Regions from separate parts of the Mus musculus genome. Here region 2 is linked to region 1. Evidence: chromatin contacts called from public promoter capture Hi-C data. All regions are on one chromosome and are shown on one strand. The core of a region is the stretch at or near the end of the contact, and the rest is flanking DNA. Distances in the headings are between cores, read along the strand shown. Region 1 holds the start of Dera (deoxyribose-phosphate aldolase (putative)). Region 2 has its middle 74 kb from the start of 4922502N22Rik.

Region 1 (5,313 bases), core at 1,025-3,524:
TCTCATCCTAAAAATCAAGTTCAGGGCCAGCCAGATGGCTCAGTGGGCAAAGACAATTACTGCCACACTTAGACATCCTGAATTTGAATCTTGGCTGTCAAAAGGTAGAAGGTGAGATAACTGTGAAAGCTGCCCTCTGATCTCCAGAGGTGTGCATGCGCGTATTCCCACCCCCAGCACTAACACACACACACACACAAAGTAGACAAATACATTTGATTTTTAAAAGCTGTCTTAAAGGCTGATGAGATAGATGTCTCAGCAGTCAAGAGCTCTTCCAGAGGCCCTGAGTTCAACTCCCACATGGCAGCCATAGACCATCTGAAATCCAATCCCAGGGGATTGGATGCCCTCTTCTGGCCTCAACAGGCATTGCACGTGTAATGGTAAACAGACCGTGTACAGGCAAAATCTCACACATAAAATAAAAATAAAATGAAAAAAATTGTAAATAACAATGACTAATGAATTCTACAATCTCCCTGGTGATAACTGCATTTTCCTAAAAATTTTTTAATACAAATGTGTTTAAATAACGCTAATTTCTTTTTAAAAAGTAGTACTCATTAAAAACATTAAGATGTCTTTAATCAGCAAAAAACCACAAAACTCATCAATTAAAGCAATGTTGAAATTAATACAGAACAATTTTTTTCATAGTACATATATAATTCACGTGATTTACTTTAGCAGATTAGATTACAGCTGTGTCACGCCTAAGGATTAATACCACAGCACACAAAAACTCTTGCAATCTATGTGATTATAACAAGAACAGTAAGGAAAATATAATCTATACATGGAGGTGTGAGTGCACATTAACTATTACTCTAAATAGCAGCTGTTAATGTCTACACTGTTACTTTGCAACACGGGAAAGGTAGTGTTTTGATGGCTTTTTAAGAAAGCTCTTTCTATATAGTCCAGGCTAACCTGACACACAACTGATGCTGGGGTTACAGGTGTGTGCAATAGCACCCAGCCCAGGACTTACACTTTAAGAAAGTAAAAATGGCCGGACAGTGGTGGCGTACGCCTTTAATCCCAGCACTTGGGAGGCAGAGGCAGGTGGATTTCTGAGTTCCAGGCCAGCCTGGTCTATAGAGTGAGTTCCAGGACAGTGTAGAGCTACACAGAGAAACCTAGGGGCTGGGGGCGGGGGGGGGGGGGGGGAGTAAAATTGGCTTAATTGCATCTCCTGAAAGGAAAATTTGAAACTTTAAAAGAGCTGTTGGGGGGGGGGGGGAATTATGTTACATCCTCGACCTTGTACAAAGATGCAGACTAGCTTCATCTTCAGCCCTTAGTCCATCTTCCAGGGTCACTGCTAAAGTTTACACTGCAGGGATAAAGTGTAAGGCTCTGTTGGAGAGAGGGACTAAAGTGCCATTAACCTGGTACAGAGACTACCTGTCAAGCATGCAATTCTAAACACTTCTAAAGTCTAGACTGGCAAGTCCCTTCTGAAAAGAGTAACCCTGTGTATCACTCACAGCCACTCAAAATCAGTCCCTATGAAAAGAACTTAGTGCGCTCATTATCGTTGCTTATTCAACACTAAGTGCAGAGAAATATACCAGCGGCTCCAAGTATCCCCTCCTCACACTATCCAAACCACCTTCAGACAGAAGTAGCTTCCTAATAAATAACTACTTTACAGATGCCGGTATATAAGCACAGAGTGAGTAATTTACCCAAAATCACACACCTAAGAGGGTCCAGGATACAAAGCAAACAATCTATTATGCAAAGTTAAGTCATTGACATTTGGCTCAGTCACGTTTTTGCTACGTTTGAATTACAGACTTTTAATTTTTTTTCCCAGAAATATCTGAACTAGTATCAATAAGGTGAAAAATAGTTTTAAAAAGAACATTTTGTCTAAGCATTTAAAATCATTTTTAGCAGACGGCGATGACCACCAGCACAGCCAACTTTGGGAATGGCTACGTGAGTCCGGCAGTAAATGAATGGCACACAAGTACCCGGCAGGCTTTTCACTCGGGTTGGTTTACTGCGACCACAGAGCTACATAGTGCAAAGATCTAATTAACCCTTCCTTGCTTCCGCTTAAAGGGTTAAGACTGCATAGAGCCTGGCGACAGGGCTGTCCCCGAGTTCTGCCTCAGTTCAGGTCTCCGCCCTCCGGGGATCGCCCTGGGCACCCCCACCCCCAACCTGGCGAAGGGGAGCGCAACCCGCTGGCCCTTACCGAGCTCTGTGCCCCGGCAGTGAGCAGCCATTGTGGCCACCGCTGAAAGCCAACCCTTGCTCCAGGTCGCCACACGGGCCTGGCCTTCCTCCTTCCTGTCAAGTCCCCGCCCAGAGCCACGCCCCTTTTGCAACGCCCTACCAAAGCCACGCCTCTTCGGTCCTGTACCACTTAAACTTTTCTCCAGCTCCTGGGCTTGGAGCCCAGCCAGGTCATCACCCTACCTGTTCCCTGTCTTTCCAGGTCAGGCCTGTGACTTGAGCATTCCCCAGCTCCAGAAGTCTCCCAGACCATTTTTAAATGCTTACATGGCCAATTGAACTAGACAGAATCAGACTTAGGAACTTTAGCTGTAGGATCATGTGAGTGGCAGGACTGGATTCTTTCTTGCATGAGCGGAGCAATGTAGTCTTGGACCCGAATTGTGGGTAGTGTTCCAGAGCCCTCAGGGGACAGCCAAGGTAGTCTAGGAGCTAGAACGCGCTGTAATTTCTAGTCTGGACTCAGTGAAAGAGCAGCTAGGACATAAGCTTAGGAAGACTCGGTTTCTTATTTTTGTTTTTTTTTTTTTTAAGATTTATTTTATGTATATGAGTACACTGTAGCTGTCTTCAGACACACCAAAAGAGGGCATTAGATCGCCATTACAGATGGTTGTGAGCCACCATGTGGTTGCTGAGAATTGAACGTAGGATTTCTGGAAGAGCAGTCAGTGCTCTTACCGCTGAGCATCTCTCCAGCCCTTTCGTTTTGTTTTTAAGACAGTTTGCTTTGTAATCACGGTTGGACAAGAGGTTGCTGTGTTGAATCTCCTGCCCCAGACCCCAGATCCCCATTGCTGGGATTACAGGCAGATGCTACATTCAATAAAAGGTCCAGCTTCTTTCATTTAGAAAATATAGTATTTTCATTTTTGTGTCTACACACATATGTGTGCATAGCACATGTGTTCAGGTATGTGCAAAGGCCAGGCCAGGCCACTCTGGACCAAGAGTTAGTCAGGAGCTGGGAACCATACTTAAGTGTTAAGAAGCGCAAGCACTCTCAACTGCTCAGTTCCCTCTTCAGGCCTGAAAAGAATTTTTTTAACTTAGTTCTGTGAATAATTGAGTATGTAACCTAGGACACACTACTGGCCTTAGTTCTGTGAATAATTGAGCATGTAACCTAGGACACACTACTGGCCTTTGTGAACTTCATTTTCCTTATCTGTAAGAAAGGATCGCGACAATTTCTTTGCTTTCTAAAGTTGAGATTCAGTGATGATTTTTCTCAGCCTGGTTTCTCTGAATTACTCCAGGTTCACAGTCTAGGGGGTGAGCCACTGTATCTGTACTCACATGGACCATCTCTGCTGAGCTACAAGTTTGTCTGAACTACAAGTTTCTCTAGTGAATCAATTGCTCTAGTTCTTTCATCTCAGGAAAGTCCTGCCAGAGATGTACATATACCCAGAGACTCAAATTTTGAGAATTAAGCAGCAATCTGGTAAACAGGTCTCTAATGAGCTCAAACTATTTGTAATTCAATTCTTAGTGACTAGAAGGTTCTAGGACATAAGTCTACTTACTGCAAAACTGGGTGATCAAAATAGGTTTGTATGCAAAGTTGTAGTTTGTAAATACCTGAGGCCATGATAAATGTAAGTTATTAATGTGGTGTCAGATACACAATTACTCTGCTAGATAGAAACCTGCTTATTTCCCTACTGAGCTGCCATCTAGTCTGGTCCACACACAGCTACTTCTAAATATTTTGGATGTATGTCTAGGCCATATTCATAATGCCACTGTTATTTTCACTTAACCTTGCAAAACTTGGAGCAAGCACTAAAAACCTGGAGCTTATCTGAAACCATCTAGATCACCAAGAACGCCAACATCACGCATAGCCAAAATATTCATGTCTCAATGGAGAAACCTATAGAATTAACCTAGTCACAATGACCAAGCAATCCTACCTAATATGTAGCTATCTCGTGTGGCCTGGCCATGTTCATTAAGTGCACACATATGCACTACCATGTCTGACTTTACACGTGGCTGCTGGGAAAGCAAACTCGGATGCTGGAACATGCACAGCACACCCTTCACTGACTAGGCTGACTCGCCAGTCCCCACTTTACTTGGAAGTTTCAGCCCCACTGAAAGTTTCAGCAGGCTATGAGAAAATTGGCACACTGTCAAAGAATTATCTACCAGCACCCACAAGTGTCCCAACCTCCTGGTTCATATTCTAAAGCCTTTCCTACAGTGTAGATTGCAAGGCTGAGAACCAGGCAAAGGCGGGAGGTGGGAGACAGCAACATCCAAGAACCATGGGCAGCACAAGGAAGGATTAACAGAAGGGAGCTTCCAGGAAAAGCACACAGCCACGTGTAGGAATCAAACACACACGTGGGGTCATCCATGCCTTTTCATGTGAGCACCTGAATTTAAGGTAGCGTCAGTCACTAAGGAAGCTGAGAACAGGTTTAGCTGAGGAAAGGCTTCTAGCATGAGGGCAGAGGTTTCTCCTGGTGACTCAGAACAGAATAGCTTGGCCAGCACCTGGACTTTGCTCAAGTGAGCCTTGTTTCAGCCTCAGGACACTGCGATCTGTTACCAAGCATGCTGGTTCAGGCTACAAACGTGCTGCAGCAATAGGAAAGCAATGGCACAAAATAAGAAATGCCCTTAATTTATCAACTTCAGGAATCCAAGCGACTTCCATTACAAAAGATGCACTCAATTTTATTTAGGGTCAGACTCTCAGTCTAATCTTGATACATGAACAATACTGCTACAGAGCAGAAAACCAAGCATGTTAAACATGGACAGGGGAACACCACTGCCTGAGGCTCATCAATGCCTGTGACGGGCTTCCCTGGCTCTCCCAGGAACCGCCTGTAGTGCCGCCAACTTCTAGTCACAAACTAGTCGAGACTTTTCTGATCAAAGTACTAAAGGCCACTCAGAAGATAAATTACCAGAAAGCAAATTAATACAAGCTGTTCATCTGTATTTCCAAATTACTAACTTAATCTCTTCACATTGTAAAATAAGTAAATAAACTACAAATTTATTATCCAATTTATTAAAGGTTGACTTTTTGAATGACCC
Region 2 (4,896 bases), core at 644-3,143, 1.5 Mb before region 1:
TGGTCTGGCCGCAGAATCTGGAGCCTGGGTAATTACATCTTAATCACAAAGAAAGCCAAGGGAGCAAACCCCCTTCTTACCCTGCCTTCCTCTTTCTTCTCCTCTGCCCTTTCCTATCTCCCTTTCTTGTCCTCCTGTTCCTCCCTTCCTGTTCTCTCTCCTCTGCTTCTTATCTCATCTTCTTCCATGACTTCCCCTCTCTTCCTGCAACCCCCATATCTTCCTCTTGCGCATAGTCATCTGTTTGGAGAACACAGGGTAGGCTGTGTTTCTCTGACTGGCTTCAGGCGAGCCTGAATGCGTTAACCCATGGAGACCTTACAACATCCCCTCCAAGGTCCCTTTTCTCCCACACTGGTGCGTGTTTGGTTTCAGAGCATAGGACAAGGGACTGAGGTGCATATTCTACAACCAAAGCAGAATTAGCTTCCAGATTCTCCCAGCATCCCTCAATCCCTACCTGCCATAGCACACCTCTGACCCCACACATAACGTATCACCATTCACAAAAAGATGTCGAGCCGAGTCATGTTCCCTGGACACTTCACACGTCCTTATGAGCATAAGAGAGCCGCCTGATTGCTTTCTCTCTCCTCTTCTAACCAGCTCTGTGTTTTGGTTCTGAGGTTCTAAATATTTCTATGGAGAGCAATTCTGACTCTTTAAGCAGAAGTTCCCATCCATAGAACAATTAGCAGATCTAACAATAACTTGATATAGGAAAGAAAATTTTATTTTTCTATTTTACAAATATAATAGCAGCTACAGTGCCCCTTACTTGTGGCCATCATCCCTCTCTTCAGCAGATTAGACTGGCTACATACATCGCAGCCCATCAGGCATTCTTTTGAAATAATCTGTTCAATTAGTAGAGTAGATTCTGGCCACAGGCTGTCAATTAGTAATGAGTTGAAACTGGAAGACACTTCTACTTCCTGGTGCTCACATTGTTCCCGATTACAATTTTGGGAGATTCTTTGCTTTATGAGCATCTTGGCTTTTCCTCCAATGTGCTACAAGATGTCAGAAATTTTAAAATGTTTCCAGTGCAGTTGCAGTTTTGTCCAAGGTGTCTTGTGACAAAACACCAGACCCATGGGTATGTCGTAATCAAGTAATTGAAATTAAATAAAAGAAACAAAGTGTCGACCTTATTATTTCCACAAGTCAAGCATTCGTCCAGTTCCTTTGAGGACGACAGCCTTTGAACAAACGCGAACAAAGATATTTTAGCATCTTTCAGCACCAACCAACCAACAACAGTAACAACCATCAATCAATCGAAAACACACCAAAAAGGTGGGGGACAATCAAATTCTGAGAATATTCCGTCTGCTCTCTGTGGCATCTAAAATGTGTCCGGTTTTTGACCTTGCATTCATTCTGACCTACATTTTCTAACACTTCCTTCATGGCGATGGCTATGTACTCATTCAGAAATTTAATGAATCGAAATTCTATCCTTAAAAATTTTCAGAATTTTGCTCGGTTTTGTCTAACCATTTCCAACAATGTTGGCTCAGTTAGCTAGTAAGTACCATTGGTGCATAATGCTCTCTGCTCACTGTGGAATGTGATTAGAAGTCTGAGAAAGGCAGCAATGGGACCCCGGCAGCCCCTGCTCTCTCATCATGTTTTAAGGCCAAGACAGCTGCTGAGTTTCACTTTTCTTAAACACCCCTCGAAGAGAGTTTATCAGACTCTCTCCTCCTCTTTGAGGAAGGACTTAGCATTGATTTCTGTAGCAGCTATTTTTCTTTCTCTTGTTACATGGTGTTTCTGGCTCAAACACAGCTAAAGCGCCTAGAGGACCGGTTTGACTGCAGGCTGCCTGCTAAGCCCCTCCGAGTTTAGTGCGCTGGAAGAAGAGGAGAGAATGCCTTCGAGTCGCCACTAGGTGGCAGCAGCAATGTAAAAAGCACCAAAGTTGGAAAGTTGCAGAAGTGGCTGTGTGAGGTTGAGCCTTGAATGTTCTGTCATTTCAATTTGTGCCCTTGCCTTTGGAGAGAAACTAACTAAAAAAAAAAAAAAAAGATGTTTTTAAATGAATGCCTTCTGAAAAGGAACAATTAAAATAACTGTTACCTGAATGCGTTCTTCTGTGAAGCAGGACACACGGGTGGTCACACAGCTTTGGGGATTCTGATGAGACCTCAGACTTCCAGACAGAGGAGAAACAAGAAATCACACACTGAAAACAAACACTACTCCTTATCAACCAACAGTAGCTCAGGACTTGGCTTTCTGATACTCATGACTTGATGATAGTGTCAAGCCAAGACCACTTGTTTTGACAGATAGTTGCTAGAACAATTTTATGGATGCCAATGGCTTTAGCAGTACTCCAGGGAAGTAAAATAAAGTCAAGAACTACTGAAAAGTTATATGGCACACAAAACAGGAATTGCTTATTTCAGTGTAATAGGATGTATGTCAAAATATCAGTAGGATTCCATTTCTATATGTCACAAATTAGATACTGAAAATAAAGTTTAATGTTAGTTATCTTGATTGTATGTAAGTTCATGAAGTTGTATAGACTTTGGATCTTGTTAATTTTGGTTTGGGGTGTTTGTATTTATTTTCAATTTATTTTTATATAATGAAGTTCTTAAAAAATAGATGTCAGTGAATTTGAAAAGACAAATAAATGATAGCTGCTTTTTATTACGCTAACATATACACATTTCAAGTAATTTATAAAATACATGTCATAAAACATTACAAAGTAAAATTTGTGGAAGTTGGTGTTGTTATCCTAAACACTGTTGTAAACACCTGTGGACTTCCTTTTTTCTCTTTATTTTAAGTACAAAATTCATGAGTAACAATGGGATGGGCTGCAGAGCTCATTTCATGAAATAAATATTTTGTTTTATTTTTGCAAATCAGCACATTTTGTAAATGGTTGAAATTCATTTCCCGAACTCCTGTATAAATTGGCGGTTGGCACAAACCCGTCCTACTTGGGTAGCGTCAAGAGAGCTAAACTCCTGAGCATCTGTGTGGCAATGTGTGTGGAGAGCACCCTGAGCATGTGACCTGTGAATATTCTGGCAGAAGCTGTGTTATATCATGTGTAGGGTTTGATGAATGGATTAGTTGATTCTCACTGAATTTTTTAGAATATATTTCAGCACAACAGAGATTGTGATTAACAAACAAACAAACACACACACACACACACACAAGAAAACCCCGGGGTCAGTGAGACCGGGGTCAGTGAAGTGTTCCTTGGTATCCAAGCACTGAAGAAGCTAGGTAGTTTTGCCTTGAATTAGTAACCCGTGGTGAGCATAATTCTACGGGATGAACATGAAAATGTTATAATCAAGATGTGTCTTGGTCTCTTAGTGATGTCACATGATGCTGTGACAAGAGAGACTCAAGGTAGAAAGGGTCTATTTATCTCACTGTTCAAGTTGTTCAGTGGGAGGAGGCAGGAGCTGGAAACAGCTGGTCACATCCTGTCTGCTTTCAGGAAGCAGGGGGTGAAGGATGAATGCTTACTCTCCGTCTGCTTTTTTTTTCTAAAATACCTTCCAGGATCCCCCAGTGGGGAGTGGGGCCAGCCATAGTAGGTATGTATGTCCACCTTAAGCTACAAATATGGCCCCTCACTGTCATGCACAGAGGCTAATCCAGCCTAGATAATCCCTAACAAATGTGTCTAAAGGCTTGTGATTCTAGATCTTGTCAGCTTGGCAATTAAAACCACTCACCGAGACTTGTCTCAGATAAGGTTCTGTTTTCCTGTCTTTAATCAGGCATGCTTGTGGATCTGAGGACATCCTGGGCTGTGCCCCACAGCCAAGACAATCCTTTAACTCATCAAACTGATGAATGCCCTCGGGCTGTGCAGGTGACTCGGGCTGAGCTATGTCCCCTCATTCTCTGGAAAGATAAGGGTAAAATATTGGCTACTGATACTGCATCCACACCATATCTTTCTGCCGTATGGTAAAGACCACGTTTTCCCTCGTAGCCTACATAAGCACCCATTCTTCTTACCTCCTATGGAAAGTGATAAATATGACAGATATATGGAACATCACAATGGAACGGTTTTAGAGATGGAAATATAAGTGCCAAATCTGGATATAATTTTTCTTTGTGTTTCTCTTATATTAACTAGAAAAACAAATATCACCTACTTTCATTTATTTTTATTTTAAGTTTTAAAGTATACTTGTAGGATGAATGCTGTAGAGATAACTTAACATTTCTAAGTGTGTGCATCAGTTAGTGAGCAAACCTGCTCAGACGGGGGAAGGGTAAGCCCGCCTCTCCACAGTTTCCATTCGCAGATTGTGACTGGTGTAGCAATCACTTCCTGGCCTGGATGTATTGTTACAGATACTTTTGAATCCTTTCAAACTGCACTTTGGGATAGGTAGCATGTGAATGCATCAACTCAAAGGTTCTCATTAAGAGAATTGAACCAAGCAGAAAACACACTCACAACACACACACACACACACACACACACACACACCACAGAGGGAGAGAAAGATAGGTACTAGCAGTGGATTAGTGGATTTTAAATTGACATGCAAAATACCAGCACCACCACGAGGAAAGAAGTGATTTTGCTGATGGCCAGGAACTCACACGGGTACTCATTACTCTACACACACATCCCTCAGTGCTTAATGAAGATCTCACTGCCCTTAAACAGCAGGACCCACGCTTGATATCTATGCCACTTAAGGCAAACTTGAATTAGCATAGGTGGTCAGACCCAGTGAAATGGAAACCAAACTCAAATTAGCCTAAACCTTCGGAAGAAATATGAAAATAGAAATGTTAAAGTCTTTTGAGAAAAAGACGACCGAATTTTTCCCCTTTGCAGCTGCTTCGTTTCTCTTTTACAGATTTATTGACTTTGTTTTACAC

Evidence for each region. Promoter capture Hi-C pulls out the DNA fragments that hold promoters and counts their contacts.
Region 2: a promoter capture Hi-C map of hippocampal neurons shows a contact between it and region 1, with 8 times the contacts expected there. The contact joins the enhancer-like site here to the promoter of Dera in region 1. A contact is called at or near these places in 3 of 39 promoter capture datasets (3T3-L1-derived adipocytes, hippocampal neurons and liver), 2 of 484 Hi-C or Micro-C datasets (the HL-1 cell line and cortical neurons) and 1 of 115 datasets of contacts at active chromatin or transcription factors (astrocytes).

Annotation. Positions count from the first base shown.
Region 1 is chr6:137,751,538-137,756,850 of GRCm38.p6, reverse strand. Dera (deoxyribose-phosphate aldolase (putative)) reads right to left here and starts at 2,274. Exons shown (of 9, transcript NM_172733.1): 1 at 2,213-2,274. The coding sequence starts at 2,243. It overlaps Strap (serine/threonine kinase receptor associated protein), which reads right to left. Exons shown (of 10, transcript NM_011499.3): 10 at 4,921-5,313.
Region 2 is chr6:139,246,053-139,250,948 of GRCm38.p6, reverse strand. No RefSeq gene overlaps it. Among named protein-coding and RNA genes, the nearest start is that of 4922502N22Rik, 74 kb to the left of the region's middle. Within about 2 kb of position 1,893, at least 4 of the 459 cell types and tissues checked have an H3K27ac peak or open chromatin away from gene starts, as enhancers often do. A contact at or near this core is called in hippocampal neurons, where this site is marked.